Linked DNA regions of Sus scrofa: all the other regions are linked to region 2. A link is a contact called in public Hi-C and promoter capture Hi-C data. All regions are on one chromosome and are shown on one strand. The core of a region is the stretch at or near the end of the contact, and the rest is flanking DNA. Distances in the headings are between cores, read along the strand shown.

Region 1 (4,139 bases), core at 743-3,242, 860 kb before region 2:
TTCTAATGCAAAAGACAAAACCTTGAGTATTTTCCCACCATTCCATCCTAACAAAAAGAGGAGCAGGAAGGATATATGTATAGTCATGTATAATCCTCCAGATCTTTTTATTTTTTTTGTCTTTTTGCCATTTCTTGGGCTGCTCCCGCGGCACATGGAGGTTCCCAGGCTGGGGGTTGAATCAGAGCTGTAGCTGCTGGCCTACACCAGAGCCACAGCAACTTGGGATCCAAGCCGACTCTGCAACCTACAGCACAGCTCACAGCAATGCCGGATCCTTAACCCACTGAGCAAGGCCAGGGATCAAACCCTAAACGTCATGGTTCCTAGTCGGATTCGTTAACCACTGAGCCACAACGGGAACTCCCCTCCAGATCTTGCTTCAAGAATTTCTTGGTCTTCAACTGGAATGTCTCAGGAAATCTATGAGACTATGCCAGTTCACAGAATCAACCCCACAGAGTTGATCTCTGGATAAGGGAGGCCCAGAGCGTCTAAATAAGTGGCTGCAAGTCATACGGCTCTTTAGGGTCAGAACTCAGCAGGACTGGAACCTAAATCTTACTATTTGCAATTGAACATTTAATTCATTTTCACTCAAATTTTGGAATGCCTACCGCAGACTCAAGGTTTGGGCTGGGTTACTATGATCTGAGATTCTGGGAACTTGGAATGTTTTGCAGGGAATGGTGATCTGATTCTATGCAGAGACTAAGAGACCTAACCCCCTCCTTGAGCAGAGCCAAATCCCCCAGAACCTCAGACTCAGTCTACTTTTTTCATGGTTGACTCAGGGAAGAGCTGACGCAGCTGAAACATTCTAGGGTACACCCACATCCAGGGTTGAACCAGGACAGAGGCGGGTGGAAAAAGGGTACAAGATCAACCATTTATCCAAAGAGCCATCTGTTGACACAGTCATTAACCCAGTAACAGTGCGAGCCAGAATCCTCTCTCCAATTAGTTGCAAACGAAATCTCTTCCAAACATAACTCTGCATTATCCATAAGATTTTTTAAATTTTGCAGAAAGCTACAAAAGACTCATCATCAAATATGAATCACAAATCAGCCTTGTGTGCATGTGGGTTTTGTCCAAGTCGACACAAGTAGGGAACATTTTGTTTCCGAAATCTGAGATGTATGAAACACAAATCTGCCAAGAGTCTTCCTCCGAACTGCTCTGGGACTAGGCAGGGCAGCCACTGACCTTGCGAGGGCGGGGGGCGAGGGGTGAGGGGCGGGGGTGAGGTGGGGTGGAGGGTGGAGAAGAAAAGGCAAGTCTGAGTAGAGTAACGCCCTTGGGTGAGGTCCGGGAAGATAAAGTAGTCAGATCACTTGGATAGAGCGAATTCAACATTTCTTTGCTCCACTGAGCCGGTTCCATAATAAAGTGAGAAAATGGAGGTGTAAACGCCCCCAAATTCCACGGCCTTTCGATTCCTGGTTGACACCAGGCAGGGAATGGTGGGCTGCTGCTGCCAGAGGTTAATCCATTGTCCGCGGCGCACCCAGGAAAGTTCACCTGCTTTTGCTCCAAAGCTGCAACCTTGTGCTCAGTGGCAAACTGATTGGAAACGAATTCAGAACTGCAAAACTCACGCCCGCACGCAGAAGGACCCCTTCCTTCCCAGCCGGATCCCTCCTTCCACCCAGGGTCAGACTCCCCAACACATCTGCACGTCGGGTCGGCCTGCTCGACCCCGCCCGGCCCGCCTCCGACCCCGCCCCCTGTGCCCCCCTCCCGGTTTGCCCGCCTCTGGCCCCGCCTTCGGGGGAGGGGGGCCGAGCGAGCCGTCGCCGCCCTCGCCTGGGAGCTGCGAGGCTTCAGTAACCCTGCAGCAGTAGCCACCTCTGTCGCTGCGGAGCTGCTTGTCTCCGGTTGCTGCTGAGCCGCGTTCGGAGCCCTGCCGAGGAGGCTGCAGCCGTAGCAGGAGCCCGCAGCCCGCGCCCGAGCCCGCAGCCGCCGCCGAGGGCGCCCCAGGCCGCGCCATGGTGAAGGTGACGTTCAACTCGGCTCTGGCCCAGAAGGAGGCCAAGAAGGACGAGCCCAAGAGCGGAGAGGAGGCGCTCATCATCCCCCCCGACACCGTCGCGGTGGACTGCAAGGTCCGAGGGCCAGGGCTCGGGGGAGAGGGCGCTGGGCCCGCGGGGAGAGCTGGTGGGGCCGGGGCGGCTCTGCGCCCGAGGAGGCGCGGGACAGGCTCCCCGAGAGGGCCGACCTCTCCTTTTTCGCAGGCTGCTCCCCTTTCTTGTCCGGCGCAGCTTCTTTGTGAGAAAGTGCGTGTGCAGAAAGCGGAGCCGGGAGCGGGGGCTTGGGGGAGGCCTGGAGCGAGGAGGCCCGTTGGAGAACTGTGCCGAGTGCACGGTCGTTGGTGCAGTCGGGGAATGTGCGTGGGGCCGGGACTGGGTTCGGTGGACCTGGAGCCCAGCGACGACATGCAAAACAACAAAAACAACAACAGAGTTTGGCACTTCCTCCCAGTATAAATAATGTGTCTAAAATGGCTGACATCATAACAAGCCTAAACCTCTCTTGCTTCTTACTTTCGTTTCCAGGCTAAACAGCCCTTGGACTAAGTCTGGCTCCTGTAAGCCTCTTAATTTTAAAAGCCTTTTCTTCTTCACCTTCTCATTTCCCACGGCCTTTCGGTACTGGCAGACGAAGTTCACGGTGGGGTCCGGAGACGGGGCAAGGGAGCGGGTGAGGGGAGAAAGCAAGGTGACGGTCTGCTCAGTTGGTTCTGGCTGTTAATTTATAATTAAAGCACATATGCCCGGTGAAGATCAGTAATTACCATGTGGATGTTAGTGCAAAACCGACAATTAATTTTAAATTATATCAGTATCTTTACGAGAACCCCTTACGCTAAGTGAAACTAAACGTTAAGAAACTTGTCCTATGTCCCTTTTTAAATGGTCCTTAATTTTAGAAAAATCTCTCTTTTAGCCCTAAGCAAAAATGACGAAAGGAACCGTAATTGTGCTAAGTTTTAGTGCTTACAATATCATTTGAGACATGATGGTAATTGTCGCAGAAGTTAAATAGGAAAGCCTCACAGCCTCTTTCTACCAGATCTTTTAGGCTGCTAAAATTTAATCCTAGAGAAATTAATTGTAGAAGTTATTTAGGTTGCATCGTTTATTTCTGAATTTTTCGTTAGCATTTTTCCAGACCTGTTATAAGTAGGGTGTTTTAACTAAGTTAAAACTGAGTTTTACCTTTAAAAAAATAGTTTGTGCAGGTATGAGTAATAAGCATTTTTTATATGGTCTGATGAAAATTACTGCTATTCAAAGGAAAACACACTGTAAGAAAGTGTGTGAAAAATAACATGTTGGTTTGGACGTGCCTGTACTCATTTTTTGGAAATATTCTAGTTAAAAACACAAACACGAGGAGTTGAGTTTTAAATGACTGCCTTGCCCTGAAATAGGAAGTGGACTGATTCCCTAAAAGGATTAAGAGTTTTGGTATTGGTATTGTTTTCCTGAATCCATTGCAAATAGTCCTGGTCTTAAGAGAAAATGTTTGGAATCCACAGAGGATAATTCCTGCAGCAAATTATTATCTTAGCTCTATGTTTATCTAACATTCATTGTACCTAAAATAGATAGGTGGTCAAGTGCCTGGTCATAACAGACTGAAATACTTATATATATAGAGATTAGGTAGATTTTAATCCTTTGTCCATCTTTTCAAAAATCCTATAAACATATATAACTCCTCCCATTTAAAAAATAGAGAAAGCATCGGATGGTGTTACTTCAGAAAGCTTTTCCCTGTCCTGTAGTGAAGGAGATTTGACACTCTGAACTGAAATCAGAGTTAATTTACTGGACAGCTTTAAATGTGACTTTTCACATTTTCTATCATTTCTGAAATGGGGACTGCACATTTTCAAAATTTCTCAAAGTTCCACCGTATCCAAATATTATGGTCAGAGCAGCAGTAAGAGTAACCATTCATAGCTCCGTGCTTTGTTTTCCCAGATCTCCATATCCAAATTAAAATATTGGAATTAAGCTGTGAGAGCCCGAGTCTTCCTTCCTTTATAACCACATAGCAGTCGTGGATGGATTTGGCAGATAATGCAATGACGAAATCTTTTTCTAGCTATACGCTCAAAGATTTCTTCA
Region 2 (4,308 bases), core at 1,385-3,884:
CCTAGTTGGATTCGTTAACCACTGAGCCACGACGGGAACCTCCCCCAAATGTAATTTTTATTTTTATTTATCTATTTTTTGTCTTTTTGCCATTACTTGGGCCGCTCCCGCTAGGGGTCGAATCGGAGCTGAAGCCATTGTTCAGTCAACACTCCAGAGGATTTTGCGGGGGGGGGCTACCTGGGGCACGTGGAAGTCCCCAGCCAGGGATAAAATCTGTGCCCCAGCAGTGGGCTGCTGTAGTGACAACACTGGATACTTAATCTGCTACACCACAAGGAAACTCCTCCAGAGGAATTTTTTGATGAATATAACACTACAATTCTAAAATTTACATGGAAAATTAAAGGGTCAAGAATAACCAAGAGGAGTTCCTGTCGTGGCCCAGCAGAAATGAATCTGACTAGTATCCATGAAGATGCAGATTCAGTCCCTGGCCTCACTCAATGGGTTAAGCATATTGTGTTGCCGTGAGCTGTGGGGGAGGTCGCAGATGCGGCTTGGATCTGGCGCTGCTGTGGTTGTGGCTGTGACCAGCAGCTACACCTAATTTGATCCCTGGGAACCTCCATGTACCGTGGGTGCAGCCCTAAAAAGACAAAAAAAAAAAAAAGAATAACCAAGCTATTTCTGAGGAAAATAAAGTGGCTTTTTTGGGGGTAAAAAAAGGTGTTTATTACAGAGGTATAATAAAGCAATGATACACAGTATACAGCCCATAAACAGTCTCATGTGTATATGGAAATTTGATACATGACAGAGGTGACATTGCAGATCAATGAGGAAATAGTGCTGGACAACTAATTATGCAAGTGGAAAAAAAAATCAGATTCCTACCTCACATCATACACAAAAATAAGTTCTAGATGAATGAGGGTATAAATATAAAAGGAAAAATTTGTGGCTTTTAGAGGAAATAGAAAAGATATCTTTTTTTTTTTTTTTTTAACTTTTTAGGGCCACACCTGCAGCATATAAGAGTTCCCAGGCTGGGGGTCAAATCAGAGCTACAGCTGCCAGTCTACAGCTCTGATCTGACCCCTAGTCTGGGAACCTCCATGTGCCTCCTTGGCCCTAAAAAAGCCAAGGAAAAAAAGTGAAAAAGCAAGTGACAAATGGGGAGAAGATATTAACTACATACATACCCAACCAAGAAGGACTACCCAGGATGTATAAAGAATGCTTATGGGAGTTCCCGCTGTGATGAAATAGGGTGGGCGGTGTCTCTGTAGAGCTAGGACACAGGTTCGATATCCAATGGGTGCAGTGGGTTAAAGGTCCCAGCGCTGCCACCATGTAGGTCACAACTGTGGCTTGGATCTGGTCCCTGGCCCTGGGACAACCGAAAAAAAAAAAAAAAAAAAAAAGAAAGAAAGAAAGAAATGCTTACAAAATGAGTAAGAAATAGAACTACCAAAATAGAGAAATGGTTAATGGGTATTTCATAGAGAGGAAACAATCAACCCAAGAAGAAATCAGGGGACATTATAGCCATGAGAAACCATTTTATGCCAGCCAGGTAGGCAAACAATCTCTCTGGAAAACTTTTCAGCTTTAGCTGGGAAACCTGACAACCCAAGAATCCTATTCCTTAGTCCCTAAAGAAACTCTTCTACATGAACATAAGGAGACATAACAAAAATGTTTTTGGTTTTTTTGTTTTTTTGGGTTTTTTTTTTTTGTCTTTTTGCTATTTCTTGGGCCGCTCCCACGACAACAAAAATGTTTTAATCAGCATTGTCTGTAACAGCAAAAAGATGGAGAGAGTGCAAATGTCTTCTGACTCAAATATGGATAAGTAAATGGTGATCTATAGCTACAATGAATACTATTATAGTGAAAATTAATGAACCATAATCATACTCATCAACACTTTAGATTCTCTCTTGAGTCTACCACAAGATGATGTACTTTTTAACGTTGGCTTTTGCTTTCATAGTCTTTGAGCAGTTTTTCTGTCTTGCTATATTTAAGTATACCAAGTTGTGATAACAGCACAAGTTGGTGATGGAAACCAGGCTCTGAGTCACTAGGGGAAGGAAGGGCTTCATTTTGAGTCCCGTCTAGGACAATTACAAAATAATAAAAAGAAATTGCACTGGACACAAATCCACAATGCCACGTTCTTCTCAGATTTTCCAGGGGCCACTTCCTCCTACCCCCGTATTGTGCAATTCCCCACAATTACGGTTCCAACTCTCAGTTCCTCATGTGTTTAATAAGAAGCACAGCGTCCCTATGGTGGTCCCCGGCACTAAATTCCCTAGGACAGGTCGCTCTCAGAGGATAGCAATCTGGACCGCCCAGCTCACCCCTCTTCGCCCTCAAATTCTCTCAGACCACAGATGGGGCAGGTTCCCATTTCAATTCTCCTTCGCTCTCTGACCCAAACTCTCAGGCGCGCGCTGCCCTCATCAGCCTGTCAGAGCCTGCGCAACCTGGGACTTCGAGCCAAGACATCCTCAAGCAACCATACTTCAGCAAAACAACAGAGTCAAATACAAGCCTGCAACGACTTACTGCACAGCGTCTCCTATCTACCCGGTCGCCGGGAAAGGAGCGGCGCGGCGCCACGGCGGCCACGCTTCCTCGTGACGTCACACAAGGCGCCCGGAAATGGCGGCCGGGCTCCTACGTCATTGGGCTGCGCCGGGGTGGCGGTTGCTGTACAGTTGCTGGGAGGGGACGAGAGGTGGAGTAGCTGGGGCAAAGATCATGCCGAATAGCGAGAGGTTTCCTGGACAGCAGAGACAGCTAGGCTGGGGATGAAAGAAGCAGGGCAGATGCAAAATCTGGAGAGCGCGGAGGCTGGGCGGTCAGTCAGCACCCAGACTGGCAGCATGACCGGTGAGTGCCTCGAACCTTGTTCCCGCCCCCCAGCCTTTCGCTCTCCTCTGTGCGTCTCCCGCGGTTTCACTTCCAGTCCCCGCTTGCCCTTCTATTCCAGTGTGTCCTATCTCCGCCCTGGGCGCGTCTCTCTCTCAGTCACCGGGATTCCTTGGCCCCGCTGCACAGGATTTTGAAGTTGCGCTCACTGCCCCCCTTTACTCTTCCTCCAGGATCTGGAGGTGGGATCTACGGGGATCGACGAGCCTGAAAATTCCCCCAACCTTGTTTTTGACTTGGTATCAAAATTAACCGCACGGGACACTTTCCTGTATTTCAACTGCTTTACCTTCAAAGGTCACCGTATTTTTAGTTCTGTGTTCTAACTGCGGCCCTTGTTGCAACGTCTCATCACAATCCAAAGTAAAACTTGCTCCACGATGACATCAGATGCTAGGAATTTTCATAACTTCTTTTGGATTGTTTCCATAGCTACCTTGATGAGTTATACTATTTTTTTTTTTCTGCCGGGTGACAGGGTCCAACTTTTGAAAGCGCCACAGGAGATTGCTGGCAAGGCGGTTGATACCAGTCTCCTGCTAAGAAAGCACTTTGATTTTCCAGTACACAAATCCTTTTTCTCTGCCTCCTGTTAAAACAGCTGAACTAGGACTTCAGCACCCAAGTAGCATTGAGCTTAGTTCTTATTTTCATCGTTGGTAAATCTTTAAGATGTTTGCCCTTTCTTTTGTAGGTGAAATACCAAGGCTTTCTAAAGTCAACCTTTTCACTCTGCTCAGTCTCTGGATGGAGCTCTTCCCAGTAGTCGAAACCCAAAGACAAAAATCTCAGGTACAATTTGTTTCCTTAGGTAATTTTTTCTTCTTAGAAAAGCAACGGTCTAGAATTTGATTTTATTGCTCCAGTTTCTGTTATACTTAAAAACAAACTCAACAAGCCTTCAAATTTGCAAAATACCTCTGTGGTTTAGTATGATACCTGTGGTTCATAGCTGTGATAGCTTCTGTTTCCAGTCTAAAAATGGAATAATTACCCTCTCAGACTGCCCTGTTCATCAGATATTGATAGCATTTTTATGTTGGTTTGGCTAAATAGATTGCTGTCTATACCACATAATTTATCACTCAATTGAATATGGTTGGTGTTTCATCTTGGTGGTTTTTTACCCTCTTCCACCAAACTAAATTGATGAAGAGAGAGACCATGTCTCATTTCACTTGGTATACCTCTTAGCATCTACTCTTATATCCATGAATGTTAATTGGTTTTGCTTCATGTAAGGAGTCTCTTTTTTGGATCTCAAAAAAGATGATCAAAACAGATTTGGAATGTAAAATAAGGCTCATCATAAAAGCCAGTGTATTGGAAGTATGTACATTGTACATCTTTTCTTTCTTCTGTTCTTGGAGCAGCAAGGTGCTCCACTCTCATCATTTTCCTACATGCTTGGAGTTAGGTTTC
Region 3 (4,048 bases), core at 851-3,350, 800 kb before region 2:
TATCAGTTTGATGCTTTTTGGTGGCAACACCTGAAATCTCCAGCTCTGTTGAGGTCAGCTCCAGGGCTATTCAAATCGGAGGCTCAGTTGTGTCACCAAGAACCCAAATTTTCTGATATTCCTGCTGTACCATCTTTAGCATATCAGCCTCATCCTCCGGTCAGCTTGCTTGCCTTAAGTCACGATGGCTGAAGCAATTACCAGTGTCACAGTCTCAAAATAGTTAAGAAATAGAGGGCCTGTGGGAGTTCCTGTAGTGGTGCAGCGGAAATGAATCTGACTAGGAACTATGAGGTTTTCGGTTCGATCCCTGGCCTCACTCAGGGGGTTAAGGATCTGGCGTTGCCGTGAGCTGTGGTGTAGGTCACATATGTGCCTCGGAGTCTGCATTGCTGTGGCTGTGGGGTCGGCCGGCAACTGTAGCTCTGATTTGAACCCTGGCCTAGGAACCTCCATATGCTGAGCGTGTGGACCTCAAAAGCAAAAAAAAAAAAAAAGCAGAAAGAAAAAAGAAATAGAGGAACTGTGTCATCCTTGTATCTCATTTTAGCAGGCTCCCAGCAGACTATCTCTGATCTTGCAAAGACCAAAACTGCCTTCTGTGCTCCTGACTACACTAATCCTGGGCGAGGTGAATGGAATTACCACTTTGGTGCCATTTGCTCTCTATGGATCTGCCTGGGCATGAACTCTACCTCCTGATAAACTTCTGGCCCCCGACAGAGAGTTTCCGAACTGAGGCAAGACTGGCTGTTGACTAGGCCAATCCTTTTTTCACATTCTGGCACATGCCCTGGTTAACAAAAAAATGGTAATCCTTCGTATGACTCATCGGGATAAAACCAAGAGCTATGACTTGCCTGAGGGCGCCTCATGCTTCAGCCCTGCTCAGCTGTTCCAAAGATGAGGGGATTCGCCTCAAGAGCACAGCTGTATTTTATTCACAGCACCTCAGCTGGGAAGCTTTGACATGGCAACACACAGCATTTGCCAATGAGGGAAAAACATGTTCTCAAACAAGACAATCTCTTATTATAAGTAAATATCAAGAGACAAAAGAGACAGTTTCTAAGCCAATGTTTAATGGTTGCAATTCCGGCAAACTCTTCTCTGATGTCTTTGTGCCTTTGCACAAGCTGTTTCTCTTTTCTTGGTATTTCTTTAACATAATGTAATGGACAAGTCGAGTCAAATATATCTGTGTTCAAATCCTCTACCACCTATCATCTCTGTAGTATCAGGCAAATTAATTAACTCCTCTGCACCTGTTTTCCGCACTGGAAAGTAGAATTCGACTACGACTCAGTTTAAGGGGATGTTGGTGAGGATTAAGTAAGATAATTATGTAAAATGGCCAGAACAATTCTTTATACATATAGTAAGCCCTCCTTAAATGTTAGGTCTGTCTGGCTAACTTCCATTCAAATGCTACTGCTCCTCGGAAGAAGTCCCTTAAACATTTCAACCGTGGCTTCAGTTTTCACAGCGCGATTAAAACACTTAGCACCCGATAATCAGTTCTTTGCTCACAGCTCCCACCCCTTTCCCTAAAAAGAGCTCTAAAAGGCCAGTCATTGTCCCCTCCTTGGGATCTCCTAGGGGTTGGCCAAACTCAGCTCCTAACAGGCATTCCAGAAGTGTTTTTGTTTTGGCCGATTCGCTTAACGGATTGGGCGGGAGGAGGGCGGGCGAAAGCGAGGGCGACGCCCGCGGAGGAGAGGGGCGTGCCGGCCCAGGGTGCGCTCGCCCGATATTCCCCGCGGGCTCGAGCCGGGCCCCAGATCCACCCGCAGATTGAGGTGGGGCCCGCTCTCACCCACCAGGCTGGGTAGCGCCCGGTTACCGGCACCCAAGCCTGGAGGGGCGAGTTTCGGCGCGAGGCAGGTTCAGGCGGCGGCGGCTGCCTCAGGGAGCGCGCCTGGATCTCCAGGCCCGGGTTCCCCGCCCGACCGCGCGCCCTCGCCCCGCGCCCCGCTCGGCGCCCCGGTGCCCTCCAAACGCCAGCGGGCCCGGGAGCCTCGCGGACGTGACGCCGCGGGCGGAAGTGACGTTTTCCCGCGGTTGGACGCGGCGCTCGGTTGCCGGGCGGGGGAGGGCTCGTCCGGTTTTTCTCAGGGGACGTTCAAATTATTTTTGTAACGGGAGTCGGGAGAGGACGGGGCGTGCCCTGACGTGCGCGTGTCCTCCTGCCCCGGCCCTCCTTCAGCGCTCGCCGGCACCGGCCCTGGGAGGGCGTCATGCCGCCCAAAACCCCCCGGAGAGCAGCCGCCGCCGCCGCCGCCGCCGCCGCTGCTGCTGCGGAGCCCCCGCCGCCGCCGCCGCCGCCGCCGCCACCGCCGCCACCGCAGCCTGAGGAGGACCCCGAGCAGGACAGCGGCCCCGAGGACCTGCCTCTGGTCAGGTGAGCGAGCCGACCCGTCGCGGCGGCCAGCGCGCGGGAAGGGCGCCCCGGGGGTGCGTCGGCGGGCGCCGCGGCGTCTAGGCGGGGGCGCGTCTCCGCCCGGGCCGGGTCCCGGCGGGAGGAGGGTCCTCCCCGGCCCCCCGCGGCGGCGGAGCGCCGGGAGGAGGCTGACAGGGGTCTGGGGTCGGGAACGAGGGGAGGGCGGCCGGGAGGGGTTTCGGCTCCCGCTTGACAGGTGTCGAGCGGGTGGGGCTCGGGTCGCTGAGCGAAGTGACAGGTGCCGCCTTTCCTCCGCGAGACGGGAGCCTCGCAGGCGGCGGGTCGTTTGCAGACCCCATCAAATGCAGAAGAAAGAAAAAAAGAAAAGAAAGACTAGATTGCTGGAGAGGTTTTTCCCCATTTGAGATTTGTAGTCCTCCGGTGGTCTTTCGACTTTCTGTTTTGGTCTCCCGCGGTGCAACATTTGGAAGTGTTTTCCTCTGGGCGTGCGACTCATCTGAAGCCCAGTCCTGGGAGAGGCCAGCCAGGAAAACCTTGGATACTGCTGCAGAGATGCCACCGGACGTGAAGTGCAGGGTTCTGGGTGGCAGTTGCCCCTCCGGGAGCTCGGCTGGGGTGCTTTTCGGGGTTCCCTTGTAAAGAGTGCTTTGAGTTCTAAGCCTTCGGTAGTGACTGGTGGAACATAGCTCTCTAAGAGGAACTTGTTGTATCGGTAAAAGTTTTGTGAGACATTTAGCTCAAGAGCTTCGAAGTTTCTGAACGTTCTCATTTTTCTTGTTGCATAAAACTCTTCTTGCATGATAGTCTGCTTCAGGCTGCCTCTTTTTTTCTTCCATTTTGCCTTTTGGCTTTGAGCCAGCAAGGATCTTGGTGTCTCTTTTGTATTTGTTTGGGAACAAGATTAGTGTTCTTGTGCTCACATAAAATTAATTTTCCCCCCAGGTGGATTCTAAATTTCAGCGAGTCCATGATAATATAGGGAGATAGTTATTGCAGCATCTTATTTTTCTTGATTGTGATGCTTTACGGTTTAGAAGCCAAGATCGAAAGAGTGTAATTGTCATTATCATTGTTAGCACTGGCCCTCCTTTGAGACTACGCATCAATTGCCAGGGGATGGGACTCTGCTGATCCTCACCACTCTTTCCTGCAGTTCTGATCCGTCAGCAAGTCCTATTTCTTTCACCGCCCTAGGACACATTGTTAGGGACTGAAGTGGGCTTTTGGAAATACCAGAACAGCACACAGTCTTCATTCTTGAGATAACCAAAAGTTAATTGTGTTTCAAAGGAGGTTTGGCAGTCTGGAATAGGGTCAGGGGCATGGATTAGAGAGTTAGATTACTGGGTTTATATTAGAGCTTCCCACTTACTCGCTGTGATCTCAGGTGAGTGCTTTAACTTCTCTGATTTGTGATCATCAGAGTACTTACCTGTTAGGGCTTATGTATGTATTAAACCATGCATCTAAACCCCATCAATTCATTTAAATCCTGTTCATATGGAGCATAGTAAATACTAAAAAATTATTAGCTGTTCCTTGTACTATACTATTCTTATGTCAAATAGATATTAAGTGAATGAATAAGAATTAGCCAACAAGAATTTTTTGACTGCCTATCTTGGTTAAGGAAGATCAAGGAGAAAA

The links. Promoter capture Hi-C pulls out the DNA fragments that hold promoters and counts their contacts. Hi-C and Micro-C count contacts between places; a contact is called where the count stands out from the background.
Region 1: a Hi-C map of liver shows a contact between it and region 2, with 4 times the contacts expected there. The contact joins the promoter of ITM2B here to the promoter of CDADC1 in region 2. A contact is called at or near these places in 1 of 47 Hi-C or Micro-C datasets (liver) and 1 of 2 datasets of contacts at active chromatin or transcription factors (alveolar macrophages).
Region 3: a promoter capture Hi-C map of liver shows a contact between it and region 2, with 4 times the contacts expected there. The contact joins the promoter of RB1 here to the promoter of CDADC1 in region 2. A contact is called at or near these places in 1 of 5 promoter capture datasets (liver) and 1 of 2 datasets of contacts at active chromatin or transcription factors (alveolar macrophages).

The regions. Positions count from the first base shown.
Region 1 is chr11:19,375,552-19,379,690 of Sscrofa11.1, reverse strand. It overlaps ITM2B (integral membrane protein 2B), which reads left to right and starts at 1,992. Exons shown (of 6, transcript NM_001042375.1): 1 at 1,992-2,108. The coding sequence starts at 1,992.
Region 2 is chr11:18,516,463-18,520,770 of Sscrofa11.1, reverse strand. CDADC1 (cytidine and dCMP deaminase domain-containing protein 1) reads left to right here and starts at 2,634. Exons shown (of 10, transcript XM_003357836.4): 1 at 2,634-2,847; 2 at 3,581-3,678. The coding sequence starts at 2,766.
Region 3 is chr11:19,315,694-19,319,741 of Sscrofa11.1, reverse strand. RB1 (RB transcriptional corepressor 1) reads left to right here and starts at 2,100. Exons shown (of 27, transcript NM_001285967.1): 1 at 2,100-2,401. The coding sequence starts at 2,238.